Linked DNA regions of Sus scrofa: regions 2 and 3 are each linked to region 1. The links are chromatin contacts, called in public Hi-C and promoter capture Hi-C maps. All regions are on one chromosome and are shown on one strand. Each heading gives the region's core, a stretch centred on a gene start, on an enhancer-like site or on the middle of the called end of the contact. The rest is flanking DNA. Distances are from core to core; before and after follow the strand shown. Region 1 holds the start of GABPB1 (GA-binding protein subunit beta-1). Region 2 holds the start of SPPL2A (signal peptide peptidase-like 2A). Region 3 holds the start of TRPM7 (transient receptor potential cation channel subfamily M member 7).

What was found. Promoter capture Hi-C pulls out the DNA fragments that hold promoters and counts their contacts. A called contact is a pair of places that touch in the nucleus more often than the background predicts.
Region 2: a contact with region 1 is called in a promoter capture Hi-C map of fetal liver, with 2.9 times the contacts expected there. The contact joins the promoter of SPPL2A here to the promoter of GABPB1 in region 1. A contact is called at or near these places in 2 of 5 promoter capture datasets (fetal liver and liver), 3 of 47 Hi-C or Micro-C datasets (heart right ventricle and skeletal muscle) and 1 of 2 datasets of contacts at active chromatin or transcription factors (alveolar macrophages).
Region 3: a contact with region 1 is called in a Hi-C map of liver, with 4 times the contacts expected there. The contact joins the promoter of TRPM7 here to the promoter of GABPB1 in region 1. A contact is called at or near these places in 2 of 5 promoter capture datasets (fetal liver and liver), 6 of 47 Hi-C or Micro-C datasets (epiblast stem cells, heart right ventricle, liver and 2 more) and 1 of 2 datasets of contacts at active chromatin or transcription factors (alveolar macrophages).

Annotation. Positions count from the first base shown.
Region 1 is chr1:121,408,280-121,412,073 of Sscrofa11.1, reverse strand. It overlaps GABPB1 (GA-binding protein subunit beta-1), which reads right to left and starts at 1,798. Exons shown (of 9, transcript XM_021095726.1): 1 at 1-1,798.
Region 2 is chr1:121,065,598-121,069,391 of Sscrofa11.1, reverse strand. It overlaps SPPL2A (signal peptide peptidase-like 2A), which reads right to left and starts at 1,754. Exons shown (of 16, transcript XM_021095561.1): 1 at 1,278-1,754. The coding sequence starts at 1,739.
Region 3 is chr1:121,144,200-121,147,993 of Sscrofa11.1, reverse strand. It overlaps TRPM7 (transient receptor potential cation channel subfamily M member 7), which reads right to left and starts at 1,901. Exons shown (of 39, transcript XM_021095614.1): 1 at 1,608-1,901. The coding sequence starts at 1,610.

The sequences.
Region 1 (3,794 bases), core at 549-3,048:
GAGGGAGGCATGGAATGGGACTGGAGAAGCAATTAGCTTTAGTAAGGGATTTGGGGAAGGACCTTCCAGAGGGAGCAATAAATACAAAGGTTAGGAGGTAAACTCTGAAGAGATTGTTGAGTGAAGAGGATGCTCTTTCAGAAGTGTCCAGAGAGATGTCTGAAGGGGTCTAATCATAAAGGCTTTCAGTGCCACATGCAGAAATTAGCTTTTGAGAGCAAAGAGAATGCCATTGAGTTTGGAGTGGAAATAGAGTGGATGGATTGAAGATACATTTTGTGATTAGAACTGAGCTATATTGTTGATGAATCAAACAGAAACGGGAGAATCAAGAGTGATTCCTAGACTTGGGTCATGATTGTCTAGGCCAATCTAAATATATAAATAAAATGCAAACCAAATATGTAATTTTATAGTAGCCACATTTAAAAACTAAAAGAACCAAAAATAAATTAAAAATAATTTTTTAAAGTTTCCTGGTGGCTCAGTGAGTTAAGGATCTGAAGTTGTCACTGCCGTGGCATGGGTTTGATTCCTGACCTGGAAATTTCTGCATACAGCAAGCGCAGCCAAGAAGAAAAGGAAAGAGAGAGGAAAAGTAATTTTTTTATTTAACCCAATATGTCCAAAGTAGTATTTTATATGTGATTGATATTAAAAGTATTAAATATTTTTAAATGTTTTGTATTCTTTTCTCATTACTAAGTAAGTGTTCAAAATTTGGTGTGTCTTTTACATTTATAGTGTATCTCAATCATTCAAAATTTATAAAATTTACAATTGAAAAAATTGGTTATAATCCCAGGTCATTCCAAATATATTTTAAGTTTTGCAGTAATTGAATTATGTGTCTGTTTGTTTGTTCTGGGTCACATCCCCAGGCGAATGGAAGTTCTCAGGCTAGGGATCTGAATCAAAGCTACAGCTGTGGCAATGCTGGATGCTTAACCCACTGCACCACATCAGGAACTCCCAAGATTTTTTTTTAAAGTTCATAGTAAAATTTCAGTTCCTAAATTAGCTGCATTTCACATGCTCAGTTGCCACTTGTGGCTAGTTATTGCTATGCGGAACAGTGCAAGTCTGCTGGATTAAAGAATGGTGGAAAATAAGACCAAAAAGTTGTGGGACCAGTCTTTGATGCCATATTAAAGAATTGGCATCAAAGACTCTAGAGACAAGACCATTGGGTGGTTTTTAATTTAGAAAGTGACACTAAGTTGTCACTAGGTGGCCAACTAATGACTTGGGATCAAGAGCAACCCCTCAGTTGACTCCCCAAGTTCCAGGCCCTGACCTCAGCCCTTCAGATTCAGAAGTCTGATTTTTGTCAGTGCTCTAGAGCAATGCCACTAAAAGTATGGGCCAGAGGCCACTGCCAGTCTGAAAACACTGTTACTGGTCCAAGACAAGGCATTTACAGAAATGAGAGTAAGAATTTAGAAACTTTGTAACAATTAGTTACACTAATTTTATGTCTTTGGTTCTAATAAATATTGGGGCCTTGTACTGTTGTATATGTATTCATATATATTTTATGGAAGTGCCCAATCTGGAGTTCCTGTCGTGGCACAGTGGTTAACGAATCTGACTGGGAACCATGAGATTGCGGGTTCGAACCTTGCCCTTGCTGAGTGGGTTAAGGATCCAGTGTTGCCGTGAGCTGTGGTTTAGGTCGAAGACGTGGCTCGGATCCCACATTGCTGTGGCTCTGGCATAGGCCGGTAGCTACAGCTCCGATTCGACCCCTAGCCTGGGAACCTCCATATGCCGTGGGAGCTGCCCTAGAAAAGGCAAAAAGACGAAAAAAAAAAAAAAAAAGAATAAGTGCCTGATCTTTCACTACGTAATTTTTGAAGCACTGTTCCAGAGACACTGAGATGAAGGGAGTCAGAGGGACCAAGTTCCCAGAAGAGTTATCTAAACCCATTGCCATTCTTTTTATTTTATTTTATTTTATTTTATTTTTATTTTATTTTTTTGACTTTATAATGAGAACTATAATGACTAAGCGGGGAGTGAACACCTGCTCAGTTTCTCCTACCACATCAAGATAGAAGGCTACATGAAATTACCAAATTTATAATAGCTACCACTTATTAAATGTTCCTGTTTGCCAGCCACTGTGCAAAGCCTGTTACATACATTGTCTCATTTAATCCTCATAACATCTCTTAAAATAGGGATTGTTAGCCCCATTCTTCCAAAGAGGAAACTGAGGCTAAAACAGGTTATATGACTTGCCAAAAGTCACCAACCTGGTAAATATTAGAGATAGGATTCCAGTAGAGGTCTCTTTCCAAAGCTATTGTTCCTAATCACTTTTTTTTTTAGCCATTATATTCTAAATGTCTAGCAAATTTCCTGGCACAATAACTACATTGTTTTAGAGAGAATACGTGAAGTTAACTACATTACCTCCCAGAAGGTTTCTTAGTGAATTTGGGGCCAGTAAAGGGAGTTAGTGGTATTCTAGTAACATCAGGCAAATGCATTCATTTTTACAGTAGAAATGTCTTCTTTGCTCCTATTCAGAATTTATAGACTTCCACAGGTCCATTAAAAAAATAAAAAGAATTCAGTAGAAAAATTGGTAAGAGATTGAATAGTCACTTGAGGGTATGGCCAGTAAGCATGTAAAGATGCTCAACTTCTGTGATCAGTAGGGAAATGCAAATTAAAATCACAAAGAGATCGGAGTTCCCATTGTGGTACAATGGTATTGGCGGCATCTCGAGAGTGCCGAGATGCAGGTCCAATCCCCAGCCCTGCACACTGAGTTAAGGATCCAGTGTTGCCACAGCTGTCACAGCCGTGGCTTGGATCCAGTCCCTGACTTGGGAACTCCAACTGCTGTGGGTCAGTCAAAAAATCACAATGAAATTGTGGTACACACCCACAATAATGGCTAAAATGGAAAACACAGAAAATGCCAAGTATTGGAACAATTAAAACTATGTTGTAGGAGTTCCTGACGTGGCACAGCAGAAATCCGACTAGGAACCATGAGATTGCAGGTTCGATCCCTGGCCTCGCTCGGTGGGTTAAGGATCTGGCGTTGCCATGAGCTGTGGTGTAGGTTGCAGACGCAGCTCGGATCCTGCGTTGCTGTGACTCTGGCATAGGCCAGCAGCTACAGCTCCAATTAGACCCCTAGCCTGGGAACCTCCATATGCCACAAGTGCAGACCTAAAAAGCCAAAAAAAAAAAAAAAGAAAGAAACCATATGTTGTTGATTGGAATGTATATTGGTATTGCCACTTTGGAGAATTCAAAGTTCAAAAAATACATGAAACCAAACTAGATTTAGGGATATGTGTTTAGGTGATAAAATCTCAAAAGAAGGGAAATGGTAGCTTTGAGCAGAGGAGTAATGCTTGGGAGGAGATACAAGGGAGCTTCTGGGGTGCTAGCAATGTTCTGTTTCTTGCGCTTAGTGATTGTTTATATGTTCACTTTGATTCATTGAGCTGTCAGTGTTGAGGTGGTTGATTTTTCAGTATGTATATTATTACATGTAATGGTTTTAAAATTTTTGCTGGTGTTAAAAAGTTAATATTTTAGAAAAAAAATATCCAGGAGTTCCTGCTGTGGCTCAATGTGTTAAGAATCTGACCACAACAGCTTGGGTCACTACGGAGGTGCAGGTTTCCCTGGCCCAGGTTAAAGGATCCAGCATTGCCGCAGCTGTGGCATAGGTCAGATTCAGTCCCCAACCCAGGAACTTCCATATGCCTTTGGTTCAGCCATTGAAAGAAAGAAAGAAAGAAAGAAATCCAATGCTGGATACCCAC
Region 2 (3,794 bases), core at 505-3,004, 340 kb after region 1:
AAAAAAAAAAAAAATTCCTATCTAGGTTATAATTTTATCTGCACTTACATACTATCTGAATTGTTATCTTTTGGACATATCTGATAAGCAACACAACAAAGATGCAGACCAACACTGCTTCTTTGTTAATTCTCTTTATATCCCAGTTCCCCCAACCCCAAGCTATTTTTAGATACATTGTCCCACTCCTCTTCCTAATGCTGCCTAGCAAACATGAATACACCAAAGGCACTTAAGTACTTCAGGCTTTGATTTTTGTTTCCCAGTTAATGTTAGACACTTCCTATTGAATATTGAATACAGTCACTAGCAGTAATCCTTTAAATTGGAGAGTAAGCAATAAATATACTCTTTCAGAGAAGTTACACATTCTAACAGAAAGAACTAGACAGGAATACACCATACCAATTCCATATAAATAAAACTCAAGAACGTTCCTACCTGAAACTCCCTAAGTGAAAATTATAAGAAAGAAAAACTGAAACACTGAACACTGGCGTCCTGACCACCCACCCACTGAAGGTCCAACAGCGTGGTGTTGAATTTTAAGACATTATTACTTTTCTCTAATTATGAAAACAAACTTGTTTCACAAACAAGTAACACATATTTGTTACTGTTACTCAACCGATCGTCCTTCTCTTTAAACTAGGCAGAGAAGTGAAAACCAATAAAAGCATTACATTTTGATGTGCTCTTTAAAATACATTTTAAATTATTATTATTATCATTATTATTACCACCTCCCATCCCCAAAGAATCAAATGAGCCCTAAGGCGAAACAAAAACTACAGAGGAGGAAGGGGGTAAAGTCTGTATAAGAGACATTAAACTAAAGTGCAGTCCTTGAACCTCTAAACATCTTGGGATCAAGAAAGAATACTTTTTTCTTCTTTCGGGGTTGGGGTGGAGGGGTGTGCCAGTTGAGAATCGGTAAGAAGGGCTAGACAATAAAACACAGAGGTCAATTTAAAACGCCTGGAACCGTGAAAAACTACAGAGAAACGCCAAGGTCAAAGTAGTATTAGAGGTTCGGAGATGGCTCTCGGGGGTAGGTATTCGGGGACTTCAAATGACGAGAATAGGGGCTGAAAGGAAAGGGAAGTGGATGAAAAAGCAAAAAAAAAAAAAAACCTAGAGCAGGCCGGCTAGGCGCCGGCAGAGGGGAGGCCGGGCAGGAGCTCAGAGATGAAGAGGAGATGGAGGAGGAGGAGGGGGCGAAGGGGGCCCGGCCCGCCCCGGGGAGGCCCCAGCGCCCGCCCGCCCGCCCCCCTTACCAGAGGGAGCAGGAAGCTCCAGAGCAGGGCGGCCGCGGCGATGGGCAGCGGCCGCTGCGGCCCCATCTGTCTGGTGGGCGTCCGGCGGCGCGGCTCGGCTCGGCGGGGGAGGCTCCGGGTCCCGTCGCGGCGCTGCCTCAGTGGCCGAGCCGGACAGAAGCCAGCGGCGGGGCTTGGCTGGGGGCCGCCGCGGCTGCTGAAGCCGCCACTGCCGCGCCGACTTCCTCTTCCGGCCCCGCCCGGAGGCCGCGGAAACCCCCACGGGGCACGTGGAGCCCCGGTCCGCGCGCGCCGCCAGCAGGGCTTTCTGGGCGTCGTGGCGCCGGTGGGCCACCCGCGGCGGGTCTGAGCGCGTCTCTTTCCAGTTGCCTGACCTGAACTGTCCTCGAAGTCCCGTCCTGGGAGGCGAAGGGACTTTTTCAAGGCCGTCTTCCTCCTAGAAGCCGCGGAACGCCTCTTCATGTTTTCCAGTAACTGCCCAGGTGCCCAAGCCAAAAATCTACATACTCTGAGGCCTAATTCATCTGCTCATTAGCAGTCCTAAGCACCTCCACACGTATATTCCAAATCCTCCCACCTTCTCCCAAACCCCTGTGAGCACCCTATCCAGGCCACGGATCTTTCTCTCTTCCAAACCGGATTTACACACCCCACAGCCCGTTATCCACACAGTTGTCTAAAACAGATCTTTTCGAAAATGTATATCAGATCTCTCACTCCCAACTACACTTAGGACAAAGTCAAAACTACTCCGGACGACAAAGTTTATAGAATATGGTCCCTGCCTTCTTTTCTGACCCCATCTTCTCTACTTTCCCACGCTTGCTTTAAGTCACATGGGCCGCCTTTGGTTCTTCCATCCTTTATATTGGTAGACCCTCCTGCAATGCTCCTCTCTCTGAATGCACGCTGGCATTCACTTATCAGCTTAAGTGTCACTTCCTCAGAGGGAGCTTATTGACATACCCAATCTGAAGTAGCCACTTAGTCACTTTCATATCAAATGATTTATTTTAATTCTTTGCATAGCACTTTTCACTCTCATATTCTTATTTATCTCTTCTTTTATTTATGATGTTGAATTCCACTTGATAGCAAGGCTTATTTCAGTGCTGTATCCATTATAACATTTGGCATAAAGTTGGTCCCCAAATCCTTATTGGATGAATATTCAACACCAAACACTGAATAGAACTCTGTCCCTGCCATCTCACAGCTCAGGGTTTTGTGAAGGAAACAGATGTGTGAGCAAACACAGTTCAAGGTGATTAGTGACCCTTTTGCTTGCACAAGATGCTATGGGAGTATCAATAAGACATTTAAAGGGGTGCCAGGAAACATTTCAACCTAACTCCAGTCTAGAAGGCTGAGTTAATTTTAGCCAGGCAGTGGGTAGGGGAAGAGGGGGGGGAAGACTTCCAGGAAGATAGAACTATCAGTGTCAAAACCAAAGGTGACACTGGAGGAATTGCAAAACTTGGGCTTGGCTGAAGGTATGAGTGATGATAGATGAAGTGAGAGAAGAAGGCAGAGGCCAAATCACAGATAGATTGGGGCGTCCTGCTAGGGACTTTAGACTTATGATTAGTGGTGCAAAGTGCAGTGACAGACAATTTCTGCTTTAGGAAGTTTTCTGTGGTGGCAAGCAGTGTGGCAGATGGATTGCAACAGGGCAAGAGTAGAAACCAGGAGACCTGTTAGACAACTGCAGTAACCTAACCCAGGCAGGGATAGTGAGGGCCTGAGCTGAGACAGTGGCAGAAGAAATGGAGAGGAGGAGATAGTAGATCTGAAGGTTTATTGCAGAATTTGGTATACCTGAGGGGAAATGGGAGAAGAAGGAGAGGGATGAATCCCAGGATCCTGCCCTGGGTTCTTAATTGAGATGATCACCACAGGAGATGGGGGAGGCAGAAGATATGTGAGGAAAGGGAAATAATTTTGGGCCTGAGTTTGAAAGGCTTATGGGACATGCAATTGCAAATGTCTGTAGGTTGGTGGCTAAGTGGGTTGGTCTGAAACTTACTGGCATAGTGAGGCCAGAACTCAGGTCTCCTGCTTGTCAATCTGAGACTGTTTCCACATTTTCTAGTGGCTTAGGGCAAGCCAGACTTCCCTTTTGTAAAATGGCTGTGCTTTGGATTTCCCTTGGTGTTGCAGCAGATTAAGGATCTGGTGTTGTCACTGCTATGGCTTGGGTTGCAGCTGTGGCATGGGTTTGATCCCTGGCCCTGGAACTTCCGCATGCTGTGGGTGTGGCCAGAAAAAAAAAAAAAAAAGATTGTGCTTAGATGAATTCATCTCTAAATATTCCCTTTGGAGTTCCCTTCGTGATGCAGCAGTAAAGAATCCGACTAGGGACCATGAGGTTGCGGGTTCGATCCTTGCTCTTGCTCAGTGGGTTAAGGATCTGGCGTTGCCGTGAGCTGTGGTGTAGGTTGCAGATGTGGCTCGGATCCTGCATTGATGTGGCTGTGGCCTAGGCCAGCAGCTTCAGCTCGGAATTCAACCCCTAGC
Region 3 (3,794 bases), core at 652-3,151, 260 kb after region 1:
ATTTTTAACTTCAAGTTTTAAAGTGAGAATTTCCCCCTGTACAAACAACAACGTTGTCTACAAATATATTGAGAGTGCATTTGCTATAAAAGAGTGGACATAACTGGGAAGACAGCAAACACTAGAGAAACTCAAATAACATCTTAATTTCTGAAGGCTAGATTTCAAAGTACGTAAATAGCAAGACATTAAGAGGTTAGACTTAAGAAAAGCACCTGAGGTAAGACTAAGAAATTGACTTTTACTTCAAAGTCATCAGGAACAAAGTCATTTGTTTGCTAGCAATGGCTTTGAAGATGATGAATCATCTTCATTTCCATTTTCTAACGTGTCTAAATTTTTTCAGAATACTTACATGATATGTTCAAATATACACTAAACACCACCTAAAAAAAGGAAAACTAGACACATCACTGAAGAGTCAGTATTGATTTTTTTTTTAAATAGAAGGCACTCTGATTCAACTCCCCCCCCACAAAAGATTCCCTTGAAATTCACTTAAGAAACAAAAGTTAAAATTTAGCATCGGTAGAAAAACTTAAATTCCTTTAAAAATTATGAAATAAAGTAAAAAGACGTTTTTACTGCCTTTACATTACAAAAAAAGGTGGGAAACAATGGAAGGTGTACTATTTATTTAAAGTATATTCGTGGTTTCAGTTTTGTATGGCACTTGAATTAGTTTCCAGAGAAAAGTAAACCTGCCAGACTCCAGCAGAGGGAGAATTGTTTGCATGAAGCCGATCTAGTTCAAGTACTGACCAGGAACACCTACCTATCCGCTCTTCAGGTCTCTGATCTAAGTGACTTTTTTGGAAGAAATCTTCTAATTCTATTGCTAGCCTTAATAAAAATCCCTATCAAAAACTGCAATGCGCCTCATCCCTCTCTGCATCTTCGGTTTAAAACACGATCAACCCTTCTCTAGGGCAACGAATGAGGTGGTTCGACATAAATCCAGACCACAAAATGCCTCGGTACCCACAGTAGCGTCCCGAGAAAATCCTTAACTCTTGCTAAAGAAAATTCCAAACCAGATCTAGCGTCAATATCGTCAAATCCCTTCTCTCGGACTCCAGAGGAAAATGTACCTGTGGAGTATACACTGCGCAGCAAACAAGGCACAGTTCCAACCTCGTGTTCTCTCTTTTTTTTGTTCCCTGCCAGACCTCCCCTTCCATGCAGAATTTGAGCAGAGCGTTTGGCTCCCTTATCTGCCAGTAACAAGCGCCAGGAGGAACGCGCTCCCGAGAGATGCGGAGCTTGGAAGCTGAGCGCTGCGTCTGGCGCGCTGCGGCCGCTCGGCTCAGCCAGGTCCTCCCGGGCTCGCGCCTCTGCCGCCCCGAGGGGCCGGAGCCCAGGCTCCGCTCAGGGGAATCCCGCGACGAGTAGTCGGGCTAGATTTGCTACTTGCTTCCTGCCCCTCACCCGCGAAAGACCTGCACTCCCGTCCCGCCAGGGCCAGTCCGGAAGCTTCATGGAAATTGGAGGGTTCTTCGCCCCAGGAAGAGTGGCTCCGCGCACACACTCGCCAGCCGAGTCCTCCCCCTTCCCTGCCTGCAACCCCCAGGACCATTCCCTCGCCGGGGCCTTCGTGGGGCTAGTACCATTCTCCTCACGGGGCGGACTCCGGAAGGGCAGCAACTCCACCTCCTCCTCCTCCGCGGCCTGTAGCCATCTATCGGGAAGCGTTTCCGGAGGCGGCAGCAGAGGCCGCCGGACAAGGACAGCCCAGGGAAACCTTCTCAGTACTAACTCAGCTCCGGCGCTAGCAGCAGAAACCGAGTCTTTCATAATTGTGCGACCAACTCCTCCGGGTGACTGGCCACAGGGACGCGCCCGCGCCCGCCTCCGCCGGCGACGGGGCTGAAGACAGACCACGTGAGAGGCGCGTCGTGTGCGTCGCCCCCCGCGGCCGGGTCACGTGAAGGGCGCGCGCTCCCGCGCTTCCAGACCGCCTCCGTGCGCGCCGCGCGCATGCGCCGGGCATGAGCCTCTCTCCGCCATCGCTACGGGTCTTCCCCTGATCTCCGTGGGCTACCTAGGCGGGACTTACGGAAAACTCTATGTCACCTCCCGGGAGCGGAACTTAAGGAAGTAGTAGTTTAGGGTTGAGGTTCCAGGCCCTCTAGTTGCGAGCCGCGAGTGGTTTCCGCTAACCGGACTTGGCCTCTGCCTGTGCTCGGGCGCAGCGTTCCCCAGTCTGTTGGCTGTGCACGGGGGTAGAGGCCTTAAATATTACTCTCTCCTAGTCCGAAATGCAAAATTTTCTCATCCCAATTCTTGTTCTTCCTCTAGTTTACACTCTTTGTGCCAGCTAAAATTCTTCTGACTTTAACTATAGGACCTATCCTCTCCCTCCGGAGATGTCGCCCCCAGGCACACACACCTCACGTGCCTTAACCAAAGATGGTGGTTTTTTTCTTTCCTTTTCCTTTGCTATCACACCAGCCCAGAATTGACTGTTAGTGGTAGTTTACTAAGTGTTGCTTTTTCACTCCAGAAAAACTTCGAGTTCCTCTCTTCCGTCCGACCCTCTGTGATGTTCTACCATCCTCTCTCCCTCTCAGAGCTCTCCTCCCCGCCCTCACGCCCCACCCCACCCCACCCCCCCAAATTGTAGAGAGGAGAATTAGGATTTTAAAAAAACAAAAACAAAAATTGGGGCAATCCGAAAACTGTCAGTGATTAGCCCACAATTTCGTCTTTGTATTTGTCCTTTACGTTTGTTAACAAATATATGCAATACGCAGTGTTGCATTTACATTTAGAAACTTTGGGAAGCACGTTTTGTTGATTATTAACTCAACAACAGGAGTTCCCATTGTGGCGCAGCAGTAGAGAACCTGGCTAGAAATAACCAGAAGGATGCGGTCTGATCCCTGGCTTCCTCAGTGGGTTAAGATGCAAACTATTGCCTTTGGAATGGATCAGCAATGGGCTCCTGCTGTTTAGCACTGGGAACTGTATCTAGTCACTTACCATGGAGCATGATAATGTACGAGAAAAGAATGTATATATGTATGTGTGACTGGGTCACCTTGGTGAACAGTAGAAAATTGACAGAACACTGTGGACCAGCTATAATGGGGGGAAAAATCATTAAAAAAAAAAAAAAAAAAAAAAAAAAAACCCAGCGCTGTGAGCTGTGGTGTAGGTCGCAGACTCCACTGGGATCCCTTGTGGCTGTGGGTAGGCCTTCGCTGTAGCTCTGGTTTGACCCCTGGCTTGGGAACTTCTGCTAAAATGCATAAATAAATAAATAAACAAGCAAACTCAACAACAGTTGCAGTAGGGATACAGCAATTGTAAAGCAACCATTTTCTTTTCTTTTTTGTCTTTTGTCTTTTTAGGGCCGCACCCACGGCATATGGAGGTTCCCTGGCTAGAGGTCTAATCAGAGCTGTTGCTGCCCGCCTACCAGAGCCACAGCAATGCCAGATCTGAGCAGTGCCAGACCCAAGCTGAGTCTTCAACCTACACCACAGCTCAGGGCAATGCCGGATCCTTAACCCACTGAGCGAGGCCAGGGATCAAACTCGCAACCGCATGATTCCTAGTCGGATTTGATTCCACTGTGCCAAGATGGGAACTCCAAGCAACCTTTTAAATATTAGCAGACTGCTATAATAATGAAGAGGGTTAATTTTAACTTAGAAAATATATTTTTAGAATGCTCTAATTGTAAGTTATATCTAAAACAACCAGTGAGTGGTACGGTTTATGAATGATGACTATCTCTGACACTAGCCAGATTTTATGACTTCCCACAGGTATTTAAAACATGTTTCACA